Linked DNA regions of Choristoneura fumiferana: region 1 is linked to region 2. The links are chromatin contacts, called in public Hi-C maps. All regions are on one chromosome and are shown on one strand. Each heading gives the region's core, a stretch centred on a gene start, on an enhancer-like site or on the middle of the called end of the contact. The rest is flanking DNA. Distances are from core to core; before and after follow the strand shown. Region 1 holds the start of LOC141432924 (dihydrolipoyllysine-residue succinyltransferase component of 2-oxoglutarate dehydrogenase complex, mitochondrial-like). Region 2 holds the start of pros (homeobox protein prospero).

What was found. A called contact is a pair of places that touch in the nucleus more often than the background predicts.
Region 1: a contact with region 2 is called in a Hi-C map of whole pupa, with 8 times the contacts expected there. The contact joins the promoter of LOC141432924 here to the promoter of pros in region 2. A contact is called at or near these places in 2 of 2 Hi-C or Micro-C datasets (both in whole pupa).

The regions. Positions count from the first base shown.
Region 1 is chr11:12,633,132-12,637,903 of NRCan_CFum_1, forward strand. It overlaps LOC141432924 (dihydrolipoyllysine-residue succinyltransferase component of 2-oxoglutarate dehydrogenase complex, mitochondrial-like), which reads left to right and starts at 2,637. Exons shown (of 10, transcript XM_074094758.1): 1 at 2,637-2,715. The coding sequence starts at 2,677.
Region 2 is chr11:12,313,185-12,318,091 of NRCan_CFum_1, forward strand. It overlaps pros (homeobox protein prospero), which reads right to left and starts at 2,726. Exons shown (of 7, transcript XM_074094583.1): 1 at 2,290-2,726.

The sequences.
Region 1 (4,772 bases), core at 1,387-3,886, 320 kb after region 2:
TGTATTAGCTAAGAAGCGACTCAGTGGTTGTGAAGTTCCCGATCCGAATTAGACCCGCGTGGGTACTACGGCCCAAGCCCGCTCATTCTGAAAGGGCTGGGCCAACAGTGAGACCAATATGACGATGATGGTGTTTGGTTTTGTAACCAAGGGACTCCATACATCCCTGTATTATTATTGTTCTTTTTATGTATTTTTTCTTTAATTTTATGCTATAGTTTTTAATTATTTTATTTTGAAATAAGTTTTTGGAAAAAAAAACATTTTTAATACAAGCTTTTTTTGGTGACTGTACTTTTTGTTGACTGTACTTGTATTGTCACCCAAACTACATTTGAATAACAAATTCCAAGTCGATGCCATTAACCGTTGAAGAGTTCCGTCCTGTGGAGACGACCCTGGCTGGACTACCAGGATGTCACTATCAGATTATTGTACCTATTGTTACCAGATTTACGTAAGTTTACCAAATTTCAAGTCGATCGGACTACTGGAAGTGGGTCAAATTTAACTTGCAAGATTTGACCCAAATAAACAAATGAACAGGGCAAGTTAAATAAAAGCTTGTAAAAATGACTTTCTGCCAAGTTTCTTGTGGTGCATTCTTCTTGGCAATTTATGGCATATTCTTGGCAGTCTTTCCGAAAGCGCTAGTAGTTTCAAAAAATGAAGTGTAAAAGTGCCCATTGCGGCCTATGTGAACTGAACATATGTGATTTTCCCACTAACGTCGATAAGCCAAAGGCTACTAAAAACACAGGGAAGCTTAAAGTCCCATCTTACAGACTGGCTAAAACCAGAAAGTCGTTTCTGGGAAGTTGCATAGGTACGTTTTTATAATAAAATTCCAAAAAATATTACAAATGAACTGATACAAAATTCAGATTTATTGTCAAGAAGACTGACTGAAGACTAAGGCGTACTTATTATAAAATTAATGATTATATCATGGACAGGGATATTTGGAAATAATTCCGATAAGTACGCATTGGCGATCCCTTACTTCAAATAGCGAACCTACTGTGTTAAAGATAAAGTTGTGTTAATAGTTGTGATGTATAGTATAGATATCATTTAATAATATTGTAAATCTGTTTAAAAAAATATATACCTCGTTGAGTTTCTTGCCGGATTCTTCTCAACAGAGGCTTTTCCGAACCGGTGGTAGATTTTTTTTGACATTCATAAGTGCTTGCTATAGCCTAAATTGAATAAAGATATTTTGACTTTGACTTTGATTTTAATAAATGATTTGAATTTTAATTTGATGATGATGATGATAATGCCTGCACATCTTCCCTCTATTCGGATACGCAAACACAGTGTATGGTATAGTGCTACCATTAAACAAACAAACCGTCGAAACTAATTCGTGAACTTGAACCGATCTGGCCGCGTTCGGCTCGGCTCGTGTAAAAGGACAGCAAACGTACGAGTAAAAAGAAACCTGGTACTGGTGTGCAGACAAATTCTATGTGAAAGGGTATTTTTGATTTAAAAAAATGTAATCGATGTTTCAATAATTTTTCTTTGCTCTCGTTAATTAAAGTATTAATTTATGACAGTTAAACAGTTAAAGTTTAAAAAAATCAAAATTAGTGATGATTTGGTAGTACCTAATGAAAGATAAAGAGGAGGAGATAAATCAGAAATTAACTGTTAGATACTTATAAAACAGGAATATCATAAATTACTAACTACCTCCTCTTATAAGGATTTTTCAGTAAAGAGAGACGGAGAATGGAAGAGAGAGGCTGGTCAAGACTCCACCACACTTTACACCTTCTTTCTAATACTGAAAATGAGAACAAAGTATAATTTTACTTCTTGAGCTTAGTACGTATCTGATAAAATAAATGTCTGTATTTGAATTAAATTCTCGTTTTTTGCTCTTACGAAATTAAGTTAAATTAAAATAAATAAATAAATATCATGGGACACTTCACACCAATTGACCTAGTTCCAAACTAAGCAAAGCTTGTACTATGGATACTAGGCAACGGATAAACATACTTATATAGATAAATACATACTTAAATACATCCAAGACCCGAGACCAAACATTTGTATTATTCATACAAATATCTGCCTCGGGCGGGAATCGAACCCGGAACCTCAAGCTTCGTAGTCAGGTTCTCTAACCACTTGGCCATCCGGTCGTCAAGTTAAATTCTCTTTCTGTCCTGCTATAAGACTACAAACCTAAGGTAAAATCAATCAGATTCAAAATCCCTAAAACTTGTAAGTCTACATTTAAATGCCCATAATCATCCATCCAACCCAAAAATCTTTTCACTTAACCAAAATACGGAAACAATTTTCGTCTTGCCGGTACCTGTTGAGTCTGCGTCTTTTTATTCCCATACACGCGGTACTAAAAATCGAATAAATCAAAATATAACCGATCACCGCACAAAAGCTCATTCACAATTTTAAACCAGTTTTTATTCTTTTCCGAACTGAAACGCAGCATCCGCGAGCATCTGGCCAGCTATTGTGCGTTTTCAAAGACAAAGTCTTCTGATAACCGGTTTTTCTTTTCACTATTATCTGTTTTATTTTTATTTTTGGAGCTATTTAGGGCAACGGCCAGTTTACGCGGGTCGAGTCAGTGTGCCGCGGATTTTGAACGTGTGATGTTTGTTTTTTTTATTATTGAAATAGTTATTTTGTTGTATGCCAGTTTGTTACGCTTGTGTTTTAGTGCAGTTTTTGGTAAGGTTTTGAAAGTCCTGTGTATTAGTTTTTTAACAAAATTAAAAAATGTAGTAATGTAATTTATGCATGCTTAGTCCCACCCAACTTACATAGCGTGTATAGAGGTATCCATAAAGTCATCTTATTGAGATCTTAATTAAATCGACCCTCGTACGTTTATCAACTATTAAGGTCTGGCGGCCATCAACTGGCTGTAACATCAATTAGGAATACACCCAACCTGACTTTTGAATAAATACTATGTATAATAAGTACAGTAATATTACATTTGAATTTTTAAGATTTTCTGCTCCTGTGGTAGGCTGAATGAAATTCTGTCAAAGTTTAAATTACGAGTATTTCGGGAGTAAAATAATCGTTGATACAATAAAAACTGTAATACCGGCACTTAAAAATTTCGTTATTTGCAGTAGGCTAAATGTAAACAATTAAGCTACTACAAGCTGAATTAAAATTACTTTAATATTTAGAACACACAATTTAAGTTTTTTAATTTTAATGCTTTTCACTTAATTTATTTTACCTACCACGCATTTAAAATAGGTACTGATTAACTTTTGTAATAAGTACTTATTTTGATTCTTAATTTTAATCTTGATTCGTATGCATTGCATACGTTTACAAGTTATGAAAATTAATATAAATAGGTACGTAAATATACCGTGATTTATTAAACATGTTTTCGAATCAGTTCCAAATTCAAACCGTACCAATACCAAACAAACACTGGCAGGCAATAAACATCGTCGAAACGCCAAAAAAGTAAATCGGCACCGATAATAGCACCGCCATTAGAGTATCGATTTTGACTCCCCTTTCTCTTATTATTATTTTTTTACATAACAAAGAAAACATAAAGGAGGAGTCTATGGTCTGGGGCACGCGCCCCCGGCGCGCCTGTGTGGGTGCGTAGTGCGAATAGTGTGTGTATGTGTGCTGTGCAAGTTGGAGACGATCGGCCGCGAAGCGAAATTGGGGGAGTGATTTGTGGGGCGCACGAGAGGTTTTGGTGCTTGAAAATAATAATAATTTGTTAAAAAAAGTGAAGATTATTGGGATGTATAAGTGGACAACTCATTCGTCACTAATCTTGTAGTTTAGATCGTATGATACTATCGTTGTAACGGGTGGTTTATACCGAACGTGTTATCTGCTATTCTCTGTTAATTAAATATGTCGCACAAATATGTTTCCAGTATTCAGATTCCAGATTCCAGTAATGTTAATGTATTGTGTCCACCAGCTGCTTTTTGGTTATGACACATACTCTGAAAACATTTTCACAGTAAGAGTAGCTGGACATTTGCTTTGAGTGTAACATCACAACCAAGCTATTGATTGCCTAGGTACTTATCTCCGCAGCAATCTCTTAGTGTACGAAATAGGGGTTTAAAGTAAGTAAAGGTTGAGAAAGGGAATGATCCGGCTAACCGACAGTCTGACTCAACGTCCAACCCAAAAACCTTTTAGATTCTAGATCTATTTAAAACTGTCATTTTTACATACACGCTCCCTCTATGATTTAATACGAGAAACAGGTGCAGGGGCAAACCAATCTAATAATTAGTGAACTTTTAAATTCAATAAACAAGATCTGTTCAATTTTGTCAGCCAACATCCATGGACCAAACAGTCATGGCAACGCTATAAGAAGCAAAGAGTCGAAGAAAGCATCTCTTGGCTCTCCCCTCCTTACACAAGCGCACGCACACAGCCACACTACTGCGCCTGTTGTGTATTAAAAAAATACTTGACACGTATACATAAGCATAGCTATCAATAGATTCATTAGACACATTTCTTTGATACAACCCTGCTTTTAGCGATCTGTAAAACATGCTTTAATTTGCAGCCAGGAAATTAATTTCTACGCGTTTTGGACTTTAGTGTTCTAGCGATTGAGGTTGTGTTTGATTTTGTTGAATGTTGTAATTAAGTTTGTCTAGAAGTAATTGCGTCTTTGGCTGTTTTTTTTTTCTTTTCCCTTTTTGCTAGGGTTGGCAGCCCCTCAGATGTCGTTTGATGTGAGCGCGTCTTAAGATGAATGAGGTAGG
Region 2 (4,907 bases), core at 1,476-3,975:
AGTGTTTCCTAATCCTAATGAACTGAGTTCTTGAGCTTATTTTAAAGTAAACAGTAAAAATAGAGCGTAATACAAAATTATCAATTATCAGACGAGATGAATCAAATGTAATGCGCGTGGCACTTATGAATATCGAAAAAACCATGTTATTATTCTCACTGCTTAGTTATTTATTCCATTTCACTGTAGGTTACCGCAGTTTAATGCATTTTAATAAAACACAAATACAATGTGCTTACCTACATCGATTCTAGAAGGAAATAACAATGACATTTGTATTCTTATTAATTTGTACTTCAGACGCTGTCATCTTTAAATTCTATTTGGGACCATTTCGCGACCGTGATTCTTTTTTTTTGTAGTGTCACGAATTTAATATTGATTAATTAAGTTTAAAAAATTGTTTGAATTTTGTATGATACATTCTATAACCTTACTAATAGTTATTATAAACGCAAAAGTTTCTATGGATGGATGTTTGGATGTTTGTTAGGTACTCTTTAACGCAAAAACTACCTATTGAATGGATTTGCATGAAATTTGGCATATATCTAATAGATATATACCCTGGATTAACATATAGGCTGCTTTTTATCCCGAAATAATCTATGGTTCCTGTAGGATGAAAAAAGGTTTAAGCTGCATACCAATTGCGAGCGGAGCCGCGGGCAAAAGCTAGTTTACCATAAACCTATATATTATGCGCCGTCAGATTGATACACAGTGAGGAAATATCTCACAGCATCTATTGTAACATTTTAAGTTAAAAAAAAACGTTTCGTTTATTACCTAGAAAATAAAGTGTTTTTGGGGTCGTGTTAGGGAACGAGACCGAACCCTATGGAACTTTTTAAATTTAAGTAATTCTACTCCTATGCTGTCAACATAGGCGTTTGGCACTTAGTATTTCTTTAAAGGAGCTGTGGCAACCGGTTTCGTATTACAGTACTGGAATCCAGCGTGAATTAATTACGGGAGATGCTCTAACATACAAATTTTTAATTTATCGATTGCTGGACGATGGATACTGATAAATGATGGTAACGAAATACAACAAATAATAGAATAATGATGATGAGGTTTCGTAAGGAGTAAATCGCGGACAATAAAGATAATGAATAGGTACTTAAGTAGCTTAGGTATTAACTCTTAAGCACCACTAAATTAAATCAAATGCACAAAATGATTTTTTTCTTGTTTTGTAAAGTTTTCGTAATTTTCAAAGGCATTTTGAAAAACTTTCATTTTTGTCGCTTAGGTATTTTTGCTTTCCTCTATCATCAAGAAATCCGACAACAGTCCAACAATACCTATCTCACTAGAGAAGATCATTAGGATATGGGAAATATCTGTTTATTGCTACAAAACTTACGCTTAGGTAAAATTTCCGTACTAGTTAACTAGATAATTAAATTAGAGTTGTTATTTTTTCTGCTTTATCCACAGCACAGTACCTATTTTCCACCACTTGCGCATGATATTTTAAGGTAATATTAAAAAAAAAAAATCGTCCCCAGGTCTACGATGTGATGCCATCGGAATCCATCTCGATCGTGAAATTTTCACTAATGTTAGCAATTTGGCAATTTTTTCACTGTATTTTTTTACTAAGAATGAATTAAGCATAGGTAACGTTTAAAAAGATAAACAATTTATCTTAGAAAAAGATGAAGGGCTACACAGATCACCCGTCGGATTGTAAAACTGGTTTCTTTTACTGTTTAATACATTTAGGGTGAATACAGGTTTCATGCTCCCTTCACTATGGCACAACAGTATAGTAATTAGCGATCTACTTTAGCAAAAAAGTATAAAAATGAAAAGAAAAAAGAATTAAATTTCTACGTAGAACATGGACCAAATATTATTTTGTAACTCAATGGGAACATTAGGGTGACCAAAACAAAGCAAAGTCCTGAAAAAATAATATTAAAAGGTAAAAAATGAAACAAAAGAAACAAAAAAAAAAAACATTTTTTTATTCAATAAAAACAAAAATGGCAAAATAAAACTTAATAGTAAATATTGGAAGCCTACGAATAAATCAATCATTTAACTAAACTACAAAACGACTACATCACATGAACAACTTATTGGAAATAAAATAACCAACCCGACGGATTCTGCAAGACGCGACCTTTTATTTAGCTGCATGATTTTTTTAAAAGGTTTGCAAAATCTGTCAGTTTAGTTTGAATATAATATAAATTAGTAAAAAAAGCACTTGATTAAAAAAAATAAACCTAATTGATAAAGCTCTACTTTTAAAATGATTTCAAATATGAAAACCTTGGTCCACAGATGTTGTAGATTATCACTTAAATGTCCGTACTAATGTTTATCACATGAGTCCCAATATTAATCTTAGCCTAGCAACTTAGTATATTTGTGGCAGTCAATACTTAATTATAATCTAGATCTTAGCACTAATTTAACGCTTAAGTTACGCTATAGTCTATTGTTCACTCGAGATCGCGACCGTTAGGAAAATAAAATATCAAATAAAAAATATTTTCAATAACTGCCAAACGTTAATTCTCTTCACAAATATAACCGACGTAAATATTAAAAATTTTGCAAAAAACTTTTTTTTACCACCAAAAATGTTAGGGGGATTAGCCTAAAAATATTTTCGATACGCGGTTAGAATTTTTATTTGTTTAATTTTTAGATCACAAAAGCACGAGGAACGTATATTGCGTCGCGCGGGCCGAGCGGCCGCCGCGACTGTAGACGGACGACTGAGACGGGGCCGTGTCCGCCGCGGCCGCCCGCGCGTCCCCCCGCGCCCCCTCCCCCGAGCCGACTTCGTTACGAGCCACTTGTAATCGCCGAGCGATTTTTCCGCCTAAGACAAATTAGGCCCGAGCCGCCCCGTCTCGAACGAGCTTGGGCGGTTTCTTACAGCTAAGACGTTCACGCCTCATGCACGCTCTTACACCATTGGTTTAGCTTTTTTTTTTACTTACGACAGTGGTCTGTTGCCAGTTTTATTCTGAAAATTAAAATGCGGAGCGGCGAAGTTAAATCATTGACATTCCGATGTCATACGGGATGTTTTATTTTTAAATGGCATTTAATCGTCACTCTCGCTTTCGGCGCCGAGGTCGGGTTAATTGTAAATAAAATTCAATCATTCGCAAAAAAACTCGTAATCACCGGCAGTGTCAATGAGTACGCACACGGACTCGTATTGTGACGTCACGCGTTTTTTCATTCGTAAATTAGTTGGAATGTGTTATTGCATATTTACTTACGTGATTACGTATTTTATGACGGAAAATAGTTAATTCAACGATCGACTAAACTGAGGTATTTAATATAGTATTTTACAATACGTGGATCGGAAAAAAAAATGAGATTTGCGTTTTTCCTTGGTTAGGGTTACCATGTTGTTATAAAATATTTATCATTAAATTAAGAATTACTTAATGTAATAATTAAAATGAATATTAAAAATAATTCAGTTTTTTTTTAATTTATATAGAAGGGTTTACCAGATAACTAATAGGTACTAATAGAAGACTAATAGATAAAACGGCCATTTGGTATTGAAAACGCACACAATCAAGATTACAAAATACAAAACACTTTCAAAGAACAAAAATAATTTCAGTATTTCATGTGGAATAAAAATTAGAGACTACTTGTATATACAGTCAGTTTACGATCGTTTCAACCGTTATCAATTCCCTGTCGCATTTATTGAAGAAATGGATTAACATGAAAATAAATTAAATTAGTACCGCAAACACACTGTATCGTTTTATAAAAACCTATTTTAATTTATTAAAAAATAACCCAAAAATATGCAACAGGATACTGATAGCGGTAGATTTTAAAAAACTGCTCAAAAATGCATGCATAATCATATTTTTTAAGTCAACTGATTAATTAATTATAAATCTATGCAATTACTTTTTGTTATGTACAATGTGAAATTACCTACTAGAGTAACATTTAAACCTTTTTAATACTAAAAAAGTCTTATTATTCTACCGTGCTTATGTGTGCCGGTACTTACTGCTTGTGTTATTAAAAATGAGCCTCACGATTTAAAAATAAAGCAAATTCACTAATTGAAAGAAAAACATTCAATGCGGCTTGGAAAAAAAACATAAAATTCTAACAACACTAGGCATACAGCAATAAATTAGTTATACCTACTTAGATCAACGTCAAGCTTAAAATTCCATTATTATTTCAAGTACGATTCCAAAAACAGTTTCTACAATAATCATATTTCAGTAAAGACTAAAAAAAGCGATTAAAATGAAATTGAATTAAAAATTTCGAATTTTAAATCTTGCTTAACGGACCGCATCGGTGCCTAGTATAATAATTTTTTTTTGCTCCGCGACTGGGGTCGTCGCTCCCGCACCGATTTTAACGAGGCTTCGATTTTTAAAAGCGGACACGACGCGGCAATTCATTGTCACTCTACATTTTCAAATATTTTTTCGTCTAAATTTAAGGCGGTTTGCATTTTATTGTGGCCATTATTATAGAGTAGTACAATGACAAGACACATTTTACTTAATACCATAATGCACGAACCATTAGAAAATATTCTAAGAAATAATTTAGGCAGAGTACGAATAAAAATTATTTTCAAATTTATGACAAAAATATATTTTTGTTATTACATATTACTAAGTATTTTTTACAAAAACTACATGAGTGGCAGATTAAACATTTCTGGTGCCAAATACCATGTATATGTATCAATGTAATATGTGATTTGTTTAAGGAAAGTTTTATTTTTTTACTTTTACAATTAGGCACAGATCATGTGGAAGATAACCGTACGTTAGACTAAGTAAAGCAATTAAAGGTTTTTTCTTTATATGTACTAAGAAAGCAAATTCTAGAGATTTGACGACGGATGGTAAACCGTGCTACACTTT